2 separate regions of the Dromaius novaehollandiae genome follow, and region 1 is linked to region 2. The links are chromatin contacts, called in public Hi-C maps. All regions are on one chromosome and are shown on one strand. Each heading gives the region's core, a stretch centred on a gene start, on an enhancer-like site or on the middle of the called end of the contact. The rest is flanking DNA. Distances are from core to core; before and after follow the strand shown. Region 1 holds the start of RPL14 (ribosomal protein L14). Region 2 has its middle 9.5 kb from the start of GGCT.

Evidence for each region. Hi-C and Micro-C count contacts between places; a contact is called where the count stands out from the background.
Region 1: a contact with region 2 is called in a Hi-C map of brain, with 2.2 times the contacts expected there. The contact joins the promoter of RPL14 here to the enhancer-like site in region 2. A contact is called at or near these places in 2 of 4 Hi-C or Micro-C datasets (brain and liver).

The regions. Positions count from the first base shown.
Region 1 is chr2:28,632,870-28,637,170 of bDroNov1.hap1, forward strand. It overlaps RPL14 (ribosomal protein L14), which reads left to right and starts at 1,567. Exons shown (of 6, transcript XM_026098780.2): 1 at 1,567-1,716; 2 at 2,141-2,242; 3 at 2,956-3,050; 4 at 3,778-3,877; 5 at 4,273-4,301. The coding sequence starts at 1,714.
Region 2 is chr2:28,565,470-28,569,873 of bDroNov1.hap1, forward strand. No RefSeq gene overlaps it. Among named protein-coding and RNA genes, the nearest start is that of GGCT, 9.5 kb to the left of the region's middle. Within about 2 kb of position 1,387, at least 1 of the 2 cell types and tissues checked has open chromatin away from gene starts, as enhancers often do.

The DNA of each region.
Region 1 (4,301 bases), core at 317-2,816, 68 kb after region 2:
CTGTGTTTAACAAGTTGGTCACTTGTTGCATTCCACAACTGAGAGAAATCACTGTGTTCAACATCTGTCCTGTCAGAGGATTAAATGGCTCCTGGAATTTTGATCATACAAGTTCCTTACCACGTTACAGCTGTAGACCCTTAAGAGCTCCTTACACAATCCCCGATAATTTTTGTATGAAAAGCTCTGTAAGGTTTTCTGTTGTATCAGAGATATGTAAAAAAACAATCAGATCTTCAGAGCTCTGCTTGTCCCTCTGTACTTGGGTGGGTGTAACATAAAGTCAACGTGACGTTCCCTTTTCTTGGAAAAGCACTGGTGGCATGAATTATTAAGCTGAAATATTTTTACCCTGTCTAAAAATTTGTTCTAAATGAGTACTCCTATCAGCTTTAGAATTTGATTTTGCATTTGTTCCAACAGGTCTAGGCTACTGTATTGTGTATTATTAAGCTGTTCTTTCAAATTAGAGTCAGATTCTGCACTACAGTATGAAAGAGCAGGTACAATGTTGATATATTTTACCCATCCCCTCATGAAAATGTCCTGCCTTCCACAGAGAAGGGTAATTTTAACAAGTCGTCTCAGGGCATGCTGACTGTGCTGTCAGCTTTTTCTTGTGCTCAGATGCAACAAATGTATCGCCCTTTGCTACAGCACAAGCACGGTCTTTGAATTTGCAGTGTCCCTCTCGTATTTTTTTGCCATTGGACCAGTCTTTCAAGGGAGCTGAAACCAGAACCTCTTCCTTGCTGTTGTTAAATCCAAAACGTGGCCCACAGAAAACTCCATCCAAGTGTTTGGAGTAACGTGCAAATACGTACTCCTGGAGGAGCTGCGGGCTGCAATGATGGTACTTCTGATTTGCTCATGTGGCTCTTAGGAAACTTAAAACTTGATGGCAATTGCTGCTTGGCTAAGACCTCTCTCCTCCAGTGCTGGGCCAAGTGGGAGCGATTCCAGCAGGCCGTGCCTCGGCCCCCGCGGGAGCCGCTCGCTCTCCCTCCAGCCCTGGGCAGCCCTGCTCCCAACGGAGACATCCAGGGCTCAGCCACCGCCTCGGCTGGCACCACGTCAGCAGCACTCTGGTCCCCCAGGAGCCCCCCGGGAGCCTCCCGGGACCACAGAGAGAGGGCCCCAAACAGCGGCCGCTAGCAGCGTGCTGAGAGCAGCCCTGCCAGCGGCGCAGAGGCTGCCCTGGCCTGTTTTCCTGGCGCCTACTGCTCTAAGATGGCCGGACTGGCCTGGGGCAGCTGCTGGTTTTCCTCCCGAGCAGCAGACGCACAGTGTCTGGGCAGCGCTGACAGGCTGCAGTAACTGAGGACACCTGGAAACACTCTTTCTAAAAGCACAGACAGCTTTAAAAAAGCGAAAGCAAGCAAAACCCCAAAGCCAGGCAGAGCGCAGGCAGCCCGACGCGGATGTCTGCGCATGCGCGCCCCGCTACCTCACGTCGGTGCGCGCCCCCCGCCGACACGCATGCGCATAGAAAAGCGGGCCGGCAGCCTCCGCGCCTTTCCAGCAGGGCGCATGCGTACTGAGAAGAGCCTATGTTCCGTATTCCCCGTGATGGGCGGGGGAAGTGTTCTGCGCAAGCGCGCTCGCGGAGGCGGCACTCCGGCTCCGCCTCCCGCGCCTGCGCAGTGACGGCCCGGAGGCAGTTTCCGGGCGCCGCGGAAACTGCCCCTCCCTTTCTGCTCACGGGCGGCCATCATGGTACGTGCGTGTGGCTGGGGTCTCAGCGCCTGCTGGCCCTGGCGGCGGCGGCGTCTCCCCGCGTCCCGCCCGCTCGCCTGCCTGGGGCGCTGGGTGGCTCCGTCCCCGCAGCGGGGAGCGGGTCGGGAGGGAGGGGGCCAGGCCGGCGGCCGCCTCTCCCGCTCTGGGCTGGGAGCGGGCCACGCGCGCCGCCGCTGGGAGGGCGGGGGGGAGGGGCGCCCCCGCGGCCCCTCCGGGGTCGGCGGCGGACGGGGGTCTGCGCCCCCCGCCGGGGCCTGGTTCTGCCGGGCTGTGGGTGTTACCCTGAGTCCGTCGCTCGGGGCGGGGGGGCGGCGTGTTTAGGCAGCGGCCTGGAGCGCTGTGAGTCTGGCCGCGGCCTCGGGTGGGTTCTCGCCTGACCCATGTCGGCTCTCATTGATCCTAGGTGTTCAAGCGCTTCGTCGAGATTGGCAGGGTTGCCTTCATTTCCTTTGGACCACATGCTGGCAAGCTGGTGGCAATTGTGGATGTTATTGACCAAAACAGGGTAAGCTAAGAGCAGCCCAGCTTACTTCTTCTCTTTCTTTTAATAACCTTGTGCATTAAAACATTCTCCAAAGAGATTTTCAAGAAAACAAGCACAGGTCAGAAAGGAGTAGTTTAGCAGGCATTGCTGTTTGAAACTTTTAGTAAGTTTTTTTCATTGTCAAGTGATACAGTCTCGTCTCTGCTATCTCTTCTAGTTCTTTTATCCTTGTAAGTGCCTTAAAAGCTGATTTTGGTGAATTCTTGGGAAATAAGATAGATGCTTACATTATTTCCTACGTATTTATTGTGACTAGAGGTGTGATGTCTTGGAACTCTTGTGGGAGTAGTGGTGGCCAAGTACATTTTAGTTTGTCTAAAACTGATGAATTGAGTGGTACCATTATATGTTTAAGGTAAATACTTGGGTTTGCACAATTAATATTCCTTAAAAAGCCAGAGAAGAGAATGGTGAAGTAAGTGATCTTATTTCTGTGTACTTTTTCTATTCCAGCTTCTTTTTCCAAAGACAAAGATGGGCCTTTAGAAGCAAGATGAGTCTTGTTGTAAAGTTGGGTTGTATATGCAAGACTTACTGATCTCTGATTCTGACAGCACAAAACTTGTTTCTATTTCAGACTGTTGTGGTCAAGTTGCAGTTAACAAATTGTTAGGAAGCTGCTGTCTAAATCAAGCATGTTGGGGAAACTGCTAATAAGCATGTGTTTGTTTCAGGCACTAGTTGATGGCCCCTGTAGTGGTGTCAGAAGACAGGCTATGCCTTTCAAGTGCATGCAGCTCACTGATTTTGTTCTCAAGTTCCCACACAGGTGAGTTCTCTGTCTTTTTTTGGGCCTCTGTAAGACATGCTGTCACTTGATGCCAGATTTATGTGATTTGATGCTTGCTAAATATAGAAAGTTCATATAATGTTCATTAAATGTGTGTGCAGTAGCAACTTGGTAGAGCATGTTACCAGTTGAACACATGAAAGTTTTCACTATGAATATAGACTGATAACCACTGTTCAGGAAAGTGGAAGGAAAGGAAACAACAGACTGCCCTAGGCAACTTCAGGCAGCAGTTGCAGTAATACTGTGTAACTTTGCATGTGTGTATATGGTATCTTAAGCTACTGTGTAGATTACCTTCAGATATTAAATATATTCCCTGCTTATAGAACTGTGCTGGAATTGTAGGAAACTGAACTCATTCTTTTTTCATTAGCTTTGTTACTATATGAGTTCTTGTAATTCAGAATAAAAAATTGCTGCCTTTCTGATTCTAGAACAATGCTTATAGTATTGTGTGAGAATGCCTTTTGAGGTCGCTCGTCTGTTCAGTCCTAGCCAAGCATTTACACAATGAAATGTTAGGTTAGTCTGTAGAAGTGTATGTGTTGTTAACTTAGCATGTGGTGAAATGTAGCCATTAAAATAATCTGTGCACAGTGTGGAAGGATGATCATCTCTTGTATGAAATTTAATGGGCTGCTGTCAGTGAAAAGCTTTTTTCTGTGGACAGTGTGAATATAATTATCTGACTGTTCAAATGCAGTGCTCGTCAGAAGCATGTGCGGGTTGCCTGGGAGAAGGAAAATATTAATGAAAAATGGGCAGCCACAAGATGGGCAAAGAAGATTGAAGCCAGAGAAAAGGTACAATTTTTGACTGGATGAATAATACACATAGTACCACTTCTATTCATTAAAATTAGGTGCACTCTAATACACTATGCAGTTTCTTTTGTAGGTTAAGGCATAGTTTATTTGAAGTTGCTATCAGCTTTTTTGTGCTATCTTGTGCCTATCAGCTTTCAGCCTTCTTACGCTTTTAGAACAAAGGTTTGTTTTGTTCAGCTGTTTCTATAACCTACTTTGTTTCCTGCACCATTGCTTCGCAGGAAAAGCCTTAAATGGTTAAATCAGTTGTAGATGTGTAGCTGGCCTTAATTTGGAGATGTTCAGAGTTACTTGTAAAACGTTTTGAGATGCTGAAGTAACTACTTAGATACATTTATATCAGAACTTCATGATTGATTCTTTTCAAACAGAAAGCCAAAATGACTGACTTTGATCGCTA
Region 2 (4,404 bases), core at 137-2,636:
TGGCACATGGGAAAGCCAACCCTGGTGACTTTTACACTGGCAGTTGCTATACAACCGCTCCATCATTGTTTTCACCGTTTCTTTGCAGAACAACAGTGGTGTACCCCCACTGGGAGGACACTACTATGGAAAGCTGGATTTAGGCTCATGCAGCCCCAGACTTTGCCATTTGTTTTCCTGCAGAAGCGCTGCTCATGTTGTCATGTTGTATGCCGGTGCCGCCGTGGGCATGGCTTTCAGTACCCATCCTAGTGTCTCCTGAACTTCTTGGCCAGTTCCTACCGAATCCACAGAGAGGTAGAGCTCTCTGATACTGTATGTTCCCAGGAGTTTTAGGAAAGGAGGCAGCTAGGAAAAAATAGGTCTCAAACAGGGAGAGCAGCAGTTTGAGGAAAGACCCTCTCAGACAGCAAAGACCTTGCCCAGGACAGAGACTGTGGCCCGATTGCAGAAAAACTTCTAAAAGGTGTTTATGTTACGCCGAACTAAGCAGACAACATCTTGGTCTCTGATCTCTAATGAGGGGGGCACTTACACTGCAGCCAGTGTACAATTTGGTTTAAAAAAAGCACTTAGTTGCAAGATATGAATCCAATGGAAAACAGATTGTCTTAGGTCCAGTGCTTTGTATGGACTTGTTTTTCTCTTCATCTATCAGGCAGAGCCCTTCTGCACCAGAACTGCTGTTTGCCAGACAAGGCGGGGATGTGAGGAGCACCCTGGCAGAAAGGCGGCCTCGGAGCACCCGTGGTATGCACAGCGCCTGCAGAGTGCATGGAGTCACCCAAGCCAAATCCCACCGAGGCAGAGAACGTCACAGAAACAGGCAGAAGGGGAATAACAACATTTTCTTCCAAGGCTTATGTGGCCCTAAGCATCTCTAGAGATGAGCATTTGGTAACTGATCGGAAATAAGCTTGTTTTATCTCTGCTGCCCTCATAGCAGGCCCTGGTAATTATTTTTTAAGCAGACAGGGAAAAAAAAAAAGCCTGTTTTCAGCAAGATAAGACCAGTCTTCATTCCTTCCTTCCCACTGGCAGGAGCGTAGCGATGTGGGTAAGGAGGACTGTGCAGTGGGCATGCTGCAAGGACAGATTGTGTTCACACACAGAGCCAGCATAAAGTGGGAGTTGAAACTGGTGCTCCTCGCACCATAAAGGGCTCCAAAAAAGAGTCAGTGACGTTAATAATTGCAGCCAGCAGTTGTCACTGATCTAGTTAATCAGGACTGCCTTACACAAAGTGCTCCCAGTCACTTCCACTGTACCCAGCATTCAAAAGAAATAAAAGAATCAGAGTTTGTGACTAGCGATGGGGGGATCTGACCACCAGATGCCAGTGTCACTCCACAGGGAATACGGAGCAGCTCTTAGGCCAGCAGGTTTGCAGGAAAAGCCAGTGCAGCTGGACATCATTTATTTTGTTCCTGTCTGGGTTTTTCTACATGCTACAGCTGGGAGCAGCCACCTCTCTGCACCCTCCAGTGAGACATCTCCCCAGCACTGTAAAATCATGGCTACTGCTCACCTGGTGGAAATTTCTGTCTGCAGGCAGTGTTCTCCCACAGGCAAGGAGGGATGCAGATGGAGTCCTGCTGGCCAGGAAGGCTGTGGCCTCCTCCACCATCACCTCATTCTGCTGCACAAGGGAGAGCTGGTTCCTCTGGCCCGCGTTCCCTCTTGAAGGCACGAATGTCCCAGGGTACCATTCAGCACCAACAGAGGTTTTGTAGTTGCTTTAAGTGCAGTAGTTACCCCTTCAGCTTTGGCCACAGAATTCAAGATTTCTAAGATTTCTGCACCATAACTTGCCTGGATTTGCTAATCTTCTGGGCACGGCTTTCTGTGTATGAAGGGGTCTGTCCCAGGGAACAGGGTCCTGGCATTTCCTGGCCTTCATGTTCATTTGTGAATGAAATCAATCCCTCCTGGAGCCACCACCACTGCCAGGCTCTCTGGGGCCCTGCGTACCCTTCAGTTTTCACAGAGAAAAGCAGGATTTCCTAGAGGCTTCCCCTGAAGGCTGAGGCTGGCGTTGCCCATGGCCCCAGAGGAAGGCTAGTGAGGGGAACAGTAACTGCTCTCCTTTTTCAAGATCAGGGGGTGTGAAGGCAAAATTTACACCCCACTCTTGTTTTTCTAATCTCAGTGGCCTGGGCTGGTGTTTGAGTGCAGAATAAAGGGCTTCTAGACCTCCTAGTTTCACATGGGTTTGAGGTACCACAGGCACTTTTCATGTGGCCATAAATCACATCTGTAAACCCCTTTTCTCCTTTGATTCTGCTTGCCTTTGCTCTCCCTTTCCTTAACTGTCCTTTCTCTTCTGCTCTTAACTCATGAAACTTGATTTTTAAAATAGCCTGCAAAATCTCACTTGAATTCTGTAATCAGATCTCTTTCCATTTGAGTTCTCTGAAGACTAAACAAGCCCAGCATTGCCAGTGTCTACTTTACCTGAAGACCCTTTGTGTCTACTGATAAATCCTTTATGCTGTGTACTTTTTTTTTCCCCCTAGATCATGAATAAAGATGTTAAATACAAGGTCATTTGGGACTGCTGAATTCCAGACCCTGGAGTTAGTGGTATTTCAAGAACAATTCAATTACATGATTATGTTTCACTTACTGAGTTGTCTCAGGGAAATCATTTATTATAGAACAGCAGGCCTTAGCTCCCTGTAACCCTCTTAAATCAATCCCATCATATCACAGAAGCCTTATTTTCATATCATCCATTGTAATTGTTTAATTGTTTTTTGAAGAGGCCTTCCTGGTGTACTTAGTAGCTATCAGGTTTTTCAACAGATTACCATTTTAAAGCACGAGAGCTGGAAAAAAACCCCAAAACAAAACAACCCCCAAATTTCCTTGAAAAACGATGAACTGAAAAGTGGCTTGAAAAATATCAGCCTCACATTGATATTGTCCAGGTCATTGGGGTTCTCCAAGCAGTGAGCGATGTACCTCGAACAGGGACCGTAGGGCTTTGCAGCCTTTCATGGGATGGGGAGGCAACATCAGTACCTGGCTCAGGAATGTCAGAGCAGTTACCCCCGCTGAGACTTTTGTGCATGTGTTTTCATGTCTCTGTTTTGATGTGCTCCCTGGAGGAAAAGTTATTTTCTCCCTGTAGAATTTTCTCCCTGGAGAAAAGTGAAGAAAGCTGATTTGCAGAATCAAATTTAATCTGCTGTCAATGTTTCAGATGCATGTGCTGCTTAATGCATGCTTCTGTTAGGGCAGAGTGACATGTTTGTTAAGTTCAAAGTTATGTTTCCTGGGAAAAAAAGAAGCACAGTTTCAGGAAATCCAAGTCACTGGCTTGGAGTCATGCTTCACAGCCAATGTGAAGGATTTCTATCAGTCTTGGGGCGTCCAGAGGCAAATGTGCTGCAGCCTTACAAAGAATGTCCGACTGCAACTGTTTGCATAAAGTTGAAAAGCTCCTTTTTACTTTTCAAAGAATACTTTCTTTTTTTGTATCAAGAGCATCAAAATCCTTTTACAGGCCAGCCAACTGCAGACAGACCTAACTGTTCTGCAGAGCAAATTCTTCCTGCAATGATAAGTAAAACTAGGAGTTTAAAACGCAAAGGTATTGCTAGAATAATTAGCGTTGATCATGATTTGGATCTAATTTTCCCCTTATTTCCCTCTTGTGTTGATAGAAATGTGCTGGTGCAAATAAGAGAGGAAAATAAGGCTGGTTGTTTTCTGTACCTCTAATCTAAGCTGCCTCCTCCAAAATGCAGATTTCTGACCATTTCTGAATTGGGGAATAAGGTGATTCTCAATAGCATCATCCCTGGATCTCCTGCTCCATAGACTTCTGACCTCATCTTCTACACGTGTGCCATATGCTAACAAGTTTGGTGAATTAAGCCTGATATGTACCATCAGTTTGTTGTTTTTTCATGTGATCTGGTTCCTCAGTGTGGTTAAAGAAAGGCAGTAATCAAAAGAACTGCTCATTCAGTTTTGCTAATACACATGACTTTCTCAAAGCTGGCAAGAATGCAATATACAATTGTATATACTGGAAACACACACAGGGATATTCTTTCTAGGTCTGTTGTGTTAAGCTAACACAGGGTCATCAAATGTGCCATTTTTTGCACAGACAAAAGTCCAACTGGAATCAGACCATGGGGAAAAATAAACAGTGACAGCAAATCACACGTTCCCTCATTTGGCACGCTGGTCATACTGTGCAATGCATGCACAGTGCAATCTGCTGCTGGTGAACCTGATACCTCTGGCTCACACTGGGTCCATACTAGACAGTCACCTTGGGCATAGAAAATGTACCTGTCCAAGGCAATCAGAACTGTACTTACGATTTCCAAAATGGCCTTGATTTTAGGCTGAATACTTGCATCCATTCATAGGCAACTATGAATGTCT